2 separate regions of the Canis lupus genome follow, and region 1 is linked to region 2. The links are chromatin contacts, called in public Hi-C maps. All regions are on one chromosome and are shown on one strand. The core of a region is the stretch at or near the end of the contact, and the rest is flanking DNA. Distances in the headings are between cores, read along the strand shown.

Evidence for each region. Hi-C and Micro-C count contacts between places; a contact is called where the count stands out from the background.
Region 1: a contact with region 2 is called in a Hi-C map of skin fibroblasts, with 3 times the contacts expected there. The contact joins two enhancer-like sites. A contact is called at or near these places in 2 of 9 Hi-C or Micro-C datasets (amygdala and skin fibroblasts).

What each region holds. Positions count from the first base shown.
Region 1 is chr27:4,502,192-4,506,817 of UU_Cfam_GSD_1.0, reverse strand. The region is part of intron 3 of TSPAN9 (tetraspanin-9); the gene reads right to left. Among named protein-coding and RNA genes, the nearest start is that of TSPAN11, 92 kb to the left of the region's middle. Within about 2 kb of position 1,542, at least 2 of the 20 cell types and tissues checked have an H3K27ac peak or open chromatin away from gene starts, as enhancers often do.
Region 2 is chr27:4,377,812-4,382,694 of UU_Cfam_GSD_1.0, reverse strand. All of the region lies in intron 1 of TSPAN9 (tetraspanin-9), which reads right to left. Among named protein-coding and RNA genes, the nearest start is that of TSPAN9, 64 kb to the right of the region's middle. Within about 2 kb of position 1,759, at least 2 of the 20 cell types and tissues checked have an H3K27ac peak or open chromatin away from gene starts, as enhancers often do.

The DNA.
Region 1 (4,626 bases), core at 293-2,792, 120 kb before region 2:
ACGCTGGCTGCTGTTCAGAGACGACCACCGAAGGGCACAGGGGAAAGCGGGGGAGGCACCAGGAGGCCACGGCAGGGATCAGGCACAAGCTCGTGGTGACCTGCGCCAGCCAGCTCCGGAGGAGTGGCAAGCAGCAGTACGATGAGACGGTACTGATAAGGCAGGCTTGACAGGACTTGCGGGCTTTAAAAGATGAGTAGGATTTTCATAAATGAGAAACCAGAAAGGTGACCCAGGCTGGGCATGACAAAAGAAGTGGGGGTATTCCCGTGCATTACTAAAGCAGAGACGGTTCAAGCAGCCGGGGAGGAAGGCGAGGACGTGGAGCGGCTTCATAGGTCGCCCACACTGTGGAGTGGTCCTGTGCCCCCTGTACCAGGGACAGTCCCAGTGGAACTTCGCCCAGGCTCCCCAGGGACGGGCACACTCCGCCCAGAGCGTCCACCCAATGGGCATCCACCAAGCTTTGCGGAGGGAATGGTGGCCTCCACGCCCAGAACCACTAGGTGGCGCTCCAGGCCGGGTCGGGAGCTCTGACACCCTCCCCCACCTTCTCACAGGGACTTCTCAATCTGGTCAGTTTCCACGCTGCCATCTAAATTTTTCTTCCATTAATCACACCATGGAAATTCATGATCTTCATGCTGAAGATTTATTGTTCCAAAAGCCAGATCCCAGAATGACTGAGAGGAAGCCCCATGGCCGCCAGGTCACTCCCTGCAGGTAGAGGAGCCTGCTAGAGAGACCTGGCTTTGGGACCCAGGGAGCTGCAGGATGCCTCTACCACCCTGCAGTGGGGACACTGGGGCCCTCCCTGGACCTGGAAAAGTTCTCACAGTACACCTTTCCCTGGAAGCCAGCTCCCACTGGGAGTGGGCAGGCAAGGCCCCCTGTGCACCTCCATTCTCCATCTGCCTCCTGAGGAGGACTGCCGTGAGGTCCAAGTGCCTCTATCTGGGAAAACCTCAACAGCCCAGAAACGCCCAGGACCCAGTCCTATCTCTCCCCAAATGGTTCTCAGACTTCATGCTCCACATTTTTTATTTGGTCTGCAAGCTTCCCCACAACCCACCCAGGAGCCTCCTTCCAGCACAGTAAGAGACGGGAACTATGGCTCTGTCCTCATACCTGCTTCCCTTCTCACTCCCTGAGGCCCCACCATGCCCCGGGCTGGATCCCAGGTGAGATCCACTGCCTACAGGTGGAGCAGGCCCCACACACTGCCTGTACTTAAGTGCCGGTGTGGAGGGGGCATGGGACACATCATCTGCTGAGTGCATGAGGACCCTGCAGTGCCACGAGGGGCTCCTGCACACCCCACTGCCACTCTCCCATACCGTCAGGGCTCTCCTGCCCAACGAAGCCTCTGCTCCTCTCTCAGACAGCAGCAGAGCCTCCAGGCAGGAAGCAAATACAAACAGGCCCTGAGTTCACAGATAAGGACGGCAAGAGGGGACAGGCAGCCGTCCCATTGCCAGGCAGGGCGCACACCTGGTTTCCTGGCCTTGGGTGCGGGGCCTCTTCCACACCCTCACCCCAGGAGACTGCTGCACGCACGCTGAGCCCGGGCTGGCAGGTGGGAGGCACTGCCCAGCACCTGCCTCGTGCCCAGGTCCCAGGCGCGCCCTTCCTGCCTCTGGCCTGTTTTCCAGCCCAGCCTGCACAGAGCTGCCCGGGTCTTTTTTTCTAAGATGCGGCTTTCATCATGCTGCTCCTCTGTGTGACCTTACAATTCTTTAGCTCTCTGAGGCCCAATTTCCTTTAAAATGTGGGCTCTGGACTAGAAAATTCCTCAGGTCTCTGCCAGCACAGGCTCTGCCCAGCCTGAGACACGGTGCTGCCATGTCCCTGCCCCGTGGTTCACAACCCAGGGTGATTTTGCTCCTCCGGGAACAACTCTCACGACTCAGGAGTAGGGGGCCCTTACTGATATCTGAGTGAGTGGAGGCCAGGGTTATTGCCAAACAGCCAACAGTGCACAGGACAGTCCCTCCCGCAAACAACTGTCCAGTCCCAAATGTGGACATAAGTCAAGAAAGCCTGCCCTGGCCCATCCCCATACCAGGCATCCACCCTCTGGCTATCAGTGCAAGAAGACAGCCATCACAGAAAGAACCTGGTGTGTTCCTCCAGGGCCGGAGCAGCGTCCTGGTTCTGAAAGGGACAGTAGAGCGTGAGAGGAGTAAACAGCTTGTGAGAACCTGGGCAGGCACAGCAAAGAGGCCAATGTCTGGTGCCTGGCCCCGAGCAGGACAGCAGAACAGGTTTGCTGGGCGGGGGGAGGCAAGAAGACAGGAAGCAGACCCTGAAGCCAGAGCAAGGGGCAGGGGAGGGTGCGGCAGGAATGGGGGAAGGGAAGAGGAGGGAGGAGGGCTGCCCCAGATGGAAGGTGCCCTGCACAGGAAGGAAGGAAGCAGAGCCTGCGGCAGCTCAGCCAAGGCCCCGTGCCAGAGAACTTACCTGGTGGCATTTGGGAAAATCCCCTTCCCAAACCAAGGGACTGTCTCAGCTGAGATGACCGAGCCACAGTCAAACCCAAGGCAGGGTGAGGCAGGGTGACTCAGAGAACCAGGCTCTAGCCAGGGTTAGCAGGGACGGACCCAAGGTCACGGCCAAGGTGTTATGGTCCAGGCCTGGCCAGCGCCGCTCCCCAGCAGAGCGGTGGCCCAGTGACCCTCCTGACAACAGAGCCTTCCTGCTCCTTGTCCCCTCCCCCAACCAAGAGCATCTCTAAACGTTTTTAATAAATGTGAGAAAACAAGTTCCTACCCTTGCATTCGCCCGGGGCCTTGATCTCTACGCAGGCAGGGACCTTGGTCTATTTTGTTCATTGCTAAATCCCCAGGGCCTAGAACAGTGCCTCACCCTTGGTGATGCCCTTGGGTGTCCCTCCTACAGGGCTCCCCTGTCCAGGCCCTTCGCCGAGTGGGGAAAGGAGAAGGTACAGGTCTTTCAGAGGGCCATCTTAGGACCTTCCTCATCACCCTTGGGCCCATCCACCAGGTGCACACCACGTAAACTGAGGCCCAGCCAGGCTACAGCCATGTAGTGAACAAGCACTCCAGACTCACCTCATTTATTAAACCTGTTATAATTAGCCAAATATCCCCTTGGCATCTCTCTTCATCTTTCATTTGAATCACATTGATTTGTAGCTTTAATATATGTTTCTGCCTTGTGTTCTTAAGTATTTTCATCCCATTTCTCTGTGGGTGAGTCCCATAGTTTCCTCTTCAATCCAACCTCCCTTCTGAGCTTCTAGCTCTGACTTAGCTCAGAGGACAACCACCCCCTGTACCCCTCATAGCTGCCAAAGGCCTCTCCCCCATGCAGGGGTGGCCTTCCCTGAGGGTGACCTCGGGCCCAGGGCAACACATCAGAGACCCGCCAAACCTTCTGTGTAGACTTGCCCCCCACCCCCACTAAGACACCAGCGCTTCCAGGGCCAGGTTCACACTCATCCATTCCTTCTCTGTGGCAGGGCCCAACATGCCTGGAATACTACATAAACATTTGCTCCACAGATGGATGGAAGGATGGATGGATGGATGGATGGATGGATGGATGGATGGATGGATAAAAGGGGATGGGAGGGTCCGAGCAGGCCACAGCCTGGGAGAAGGACCAGACCCAGACACACAAACCCACTTGAATAAGAAGCCCCCCATACACCCCCTAATCCCTATTCCTAGAACCCCCAGGTGCCCCCAAATTACTCCCACCTCACCCTCCTTAGCCCCTCGTTGGCCTGTATAAGCTATGGGCTCACCTGCCCCACTTCCCCTCAGAGCCCTCTGGTCGTTCTCATCCCTGCGGCCTCATGTGTCTCTACAGAGCCCCCCAACCCGCCCCCTGCCCCCCCCAGAGCTTCATCCCCTCTGCTTTGCAGGAGCTTTTCAAGCACTAGGTCCCAGCACTCCCCAGTGTTCTCTACACGCCAGAGCCAAGCACAGCATTTAATGGCATTTAATAAATTAGTGTATGTGGAAAATAAAAAGGAAAACCAAAATGACTTTAATTTCACAGCCCGACGTGCAACTATTCATGGTCCAGCCCGGCCCTGAGATTAGACAGCCTGCCAAGAACTTCATCGCAGGGAAAAGGGACAATACATCAGCACCAGGAGTGGGGCAGCTACTTTGTATTTCAGACACCCCTTGCTTCCAAGGGGCCCTGCAGCTCATTCAGTGCCATAAAGGAGGGGAAGGAGGGAGACAGACAATGTCTTTGCCAAAGTCACCCTGCAGTCAGGCAGGCAGATCAGAGGACAGAGGGGAAGCAGCCACTTGGTGAGAAGTCTCCTTGTGAGGCTCTCCCTGGCCCTGGGCTGACCAGCCCCGCTTGTGCACCCAGGGTCCCAGCACTCAGGGCTGTCCCACCTTTGCACAGTTCTGGTCCACCTAGAATTTTCTTATTAACTCAAGAACGAACGCACTTTCCTGTGGCTGACACGTGCCAGTCCCAGTTGTGTCCAAGCAGCCCACCAGAAACAAATATTTTGAAGGCTTGTAACTAATATTCTTTCCCAAGGCTTCTTCTGATCTATTCCAAGGCTTTTACATCTGTGTTCCCTCCCTGTCCCACACTCGCAGTTAGATTCCAGCTTTGGACGGGGACAGAACAGAG
Region 2 (4,883 bases), core at 510-3,009:
AATGTGAACTGTGTGAGCTAGGAAGGGAGGGTCACAGTCTCAGTGCAAGCCCAGAAATGTCTGACTGCAGAGCTTACAATCTACGATCCCCTCTGTGGCTGTAGGGTCCACGGACAACCAATGAAGGGGGAGAAGCCACCCCCACTCTCCCTCCCAGGGAGTTCTCCATACTGTGAGCATGACTGTAAGGACCTTGGGCTTTCAGAGTTTCTGGCCTGAGTGAGCCCAGAATCTTGGGAAGATCTTGGCAGCGGTGAGGTGAAGAAAGGCAGTAGACAAAGCAGGTGAAGCAGGCTAAGGAAGGGGAGGTAGAAGGCAGTCGAGGGAACAGAAAAGTAAAATCATGGGAGGGGGCAGTGCACGTGGAGGCGTTTGAAAATATTCCAAGTGTCATTAGTACCTGTCTTCCTCAATTAGACGTCAGCCTCCACACAAGCAATGCCCTCGTCTGGCTCACCGCTGTGTCCCTAGCACTACCACAGCTCCTGGCACACAGCGGGTGCTCAATAAATGCCTGTTGGGAAGACAGAAGGGTGGATAGAACAACAGAATGCCAAGGGACAGGGGAGAAAGACAAAGCCTCTTCCTGCCCTTCCAGAGCCCACCACGTCCAGGAAGTTGTCCTGACCGCAGCACTAGCTGGGTTCCCAAGGGCTCTGAATGGTCTGCGGCAGCCACGCCCCCATCCCCACTCTCCTGGTGGCCAAAGGTCCTAAGTCTAGGCCACTGAGGGCTGAGAGACCGCATGCAAAGAAAGATCATGCGGTCCCATCATCTCATTGTCCAGATGAGGAGACTGAGACGAAAGAGGGGAATCCGCCTGCACAGCAGCACAACAGCAAAGTAGAGAAGTTTCTCATGACTATGCCAGCAGGAGCTAGATAACACAAGCCCGCTGCTGAGCCTTGATGCCCTATAGCTCACTTGCAGGGCCAGGCAGTGCCTGTAGCCCATCTGTCTCTCCAGCCTGCCAAAAGGCCTACCTTCCCCTGTGTCCATGTTGATGAAACCCACGGCGGGCGACTTCAGAACATTGCACCAGGGGGAGGTTTTGCTGGCCATGGCACCAGGCCTGTAATTTCCGATTTCCCAGCCTGATAACCCTAATCGTCCGAGCCCTCTCTGCTCCAAGCCCCATGTGGTCATACATCATCTTGGCTGATGCCAGCCATGCCTTCCCCCAGCCATCTGGACAGAAAAATGAGGAAAGAGGAGGACAGGATGATTTTGGCAAAGAAAACGGATGGAAAGCTAAGGACACCTGGTCCCTACCCTCCCTGACCTCACTGTGTATGTGCCGTTGGGATGCAGCATGACGGGCATGCATCTCTCTTCCTGGGATTCAGTTACCCTATAAGGAAGTGGGAATCTTCAGTGTCAAGCTCAGCAAGATGTGTTGAGATGGGGGTTCCTTTATATCTGCTGCCAGGTATAAACAAGACGATACATAGCTAGGCAACTTCTAGGCATGGTAGGGTCCCTGTCCTGGAAGAGCTCTCAATTAAGACAATGGGTCAAGATAGGTTCACATAAAGAGCTAATTTCCAAATGAGAGCACTGGCAAATGAAGGCCACAGGGCAGGGCAGTGTGGACCAGCAAAGTTTACGGAAGACACAACAGGAAAGAGAAAAAAGGTGAGTGCAATCCCAAGGTCAAGAGCTGAATGCCAGAGACTGTGGGCACTTAGCACAGGCAAGCATGGTCCCTGCTGGAGGATCTTGCTGCCCAAGCAGAAGGCAAACAGCCCCCCACCACGGATGCCAGGGCTGCTGGGTACAAGCCCCGCTAACCTGGGAGCGGTGAGAAGCATGGGAGACTGCAGCAAGAAGCAAGGCTCTTGAGGGAAGTGGCTGGTCCCAGGGCTGGAGCAGGAGGAACAGAGCGTGAGCCTGGAGTACCTCAGGGTGCCAGAATGTAAGGAAGTGTTCAAAAAAAAAGATGAGGGTGCATCAAAAGGGCACAGGAGCCAAGCTGAAAGAGCTTCCAACATCAGAGGTGGAGCAATCCGAACCACAAAACCACCACAGTACTGAATTCTAACTGTGGCCTGTAGAATAGAACATATATCCATGATTTTTATCACATAGTATGCATCCACACATTTGTTACATACTACATATTTTATAAAATAAATATAACAAATATTCATGTGCTCATAACGGTAAAAGAAATAACTCAATGGTTAAATAAATAAATGCGGGAGAAGGGCCAGCTCTTCCTACAGAAGAATTCCAAGTAATAAACATAGAGGAGGGGCACCTGGGTGGCTCAGTCAGTTGAGCATCTGACTCTTGGTTTGGACTCAGGTCTAAACCTAAGGGTCATGAGATTGAGGCTCACGTCAGGCTGGTGCTCAGTGGAGAATCGGTTTAGGATTATCTCCCTTTCTCTCTACCTCCCCTCCAACCACACGCATGCATGCTCACTTGATCTCTCTCTCTCTCTCAAATAAATTCATTAATTAAATCTTTAAAAATTGAAAATAAAATAAGTAAGCACAGAGGAAATGAGGAAAATAGAAAGTGCCATGAGGCAAACACCAACCACCATAATAACTACTGCAGGCAAGAACAATTGATGGGTACTAAAATTAGTGAGTCAAGTTTGAAGAAAGACTGGATATTTGTAGAATCTCAAAGTATCTTTGAGATACACAGCCATTTATGAATTACCAAAAGAAAAGCAGTAACTTCATAGAGGAGCAATCGGGCCAACACCTCCTTCTCCAAGTGACCAGCATGAACATCGTTAGTAATAAGGCACATTGACAACCAGCCCCCCCTTAGCATGATGCACCAAGAAGGACACAGCATCACATTGCAGTGCTCTTGCCAAAAATGCATAACCTCAATCTAACTATGAAAGAACACCTGACAAACCCAAAGTGAGGGCCATTCTACAAAGTAGAATGATTAGTTCGCTTCAAAAAAAGTCAAGGCCACAAGAGTCAAAGAAATGCTGAGGAATTATCACAGGTTGGAGGAGACCAAGCAAGCATGACAACTAAACGCAGCGTAGGATCCTGGAGACAGAAAAGGACATCAGTGGAAAACAAAATACTCTGTAGTTTAGTTAATACAATTACACCAGTATAAATTTCTTGATTGTGACAATTAGACTGCGGTTATGTAAGAGGTTAACAAGAAACCAAAAAAGCAAAATCCGAAGGGCGTGTGTGCCTATGTGCACCACATGCATCCATGCTACAGGGCAGGAGTATGTATGAGTGCAGGAATGCGGGAATGCCAGGAAGTGTGCAAGAGTCTGGGGAGTGGGGGGAGAATGGCCTTTTGCTGTTTCAGGCAGCATGCTGAGCCTAGGATCCGATTTTCACAAAAGGATTACTAGATTACATTCTTTACCGCAGGCAGCTGTCCCTGTCAAATAAATAATCACCGCCTTACATTTATATATCACCTTTCACCCTGCAGTCCTTCTCCTACCACCAAGACCCGCCTGGGAACAGTCGCAGCCCACACGGCAGAGATCAACCGGAACCCCATTTAGTTTCCAAGAAAGGGACCTGTAGTCAAAGAAGGGGAAACTCAGCTAGAGTGCAGGGGAGAGGGGTTCAGGTGGGTGGTGGGGGTGCCCCGGATTAAATAAAGCCCAACCCAAAAGAAAGAGCGTGAGGCAGCGGGCTCCCCTGAAAGGGTATCCTGGCCAAGCAGTGTCAACCCTGGAGCAGTGGAGCAGTGGAGCAGAGCGACTACCAGCTCTCAGCCTCTGAAGGTGTGTGTGATGTTGAGCAGGTTCCTCATCCCTGAGACAGACCTATCACACATGAGCATTGATCCATGTTAAGCACTCAGCATAATATCTGACACCAAGTCTTGCTAGTCACCTACTAGCCACACGGGAAAGGGCTGGAGCAAGGGCAGGTGGAGACTGTGGAAAATATAGGGACTTACTGGTGCCAAGGAAGGAAGCCAGGAGCTTCCCAAGAGGCTGACTGTCATGAGTCCAGTGCCGAGCAACATGTAGTGGGATCCTTATATCCAAGCCACAGGCCCACTCAGAAGAGGTGACTTATTCTGATGTGTGGCTGTCCCTGCAAGGGGGAAAGGCAAGCAGTGCCTTGTAAGGTCCACAGAGCAGGGCTGGCCAGACTGGGGAAGGGATCAGTGCTGAGGGTGAGCACTTTGACTCAAAGAAAAGCTTCTAGATAGTCCATCTGTGTCTCCCAAGCAACTAAGACACCATGCAAAGCCACCCAGACGCTGCTTTCAGGGTCTCTACAGTGTAGCTGGGGAGAAAAGCGCATACACAAGGGCCATCACCACCCATAATGCAAGCCAAGGGCAAGTGAGAGGACTGGAGAAAATGCAAGCCACCAGAAAAGGGAGAGGCCACTCCGGGTAATAGCGTCACGCAGGGCTTCCTCCAAGGAGCAGGGCCCTCCCTCGCTAGACCTTGAAGGACATGTGGGGCCTTGATGAGCAGAGACAGGGCCAAGAGGAAGGGGAAAGCTGGCACGGATGCCAGCCCCATCAGAGTATGCTCCGGAGGCAGGCAGGACATCTGTCACCGCCATGATGGGAGACAAGGGGAATGGGCTGGAAAAGCCATTCGGAGGCAGACTAGAAGGGCCAGAGATTCCCCCTGTGAGCGAAGACACTCCCATGTACTGCCACAGCATGGGCATGACTGCTCTTATGCTGACGGAGGTGGAGGAGCTGGGGGAGAGAGAAGGTTCTGGCATCGGGAAGCAGGTTCACAGTGAACACCGTGAGAGATTTTGTTTGACTTTGTCATGACACAGGATACCGAAGGGCTGGTAGAGACTGCGGAAGCTTAGGTCACCTTGTGTAAAACAACATCAAACTTCCCCTCTGCCAGGGACCCCAAGGCCCCTCGGTGCTAGTCGACTGAATCTCCTGGC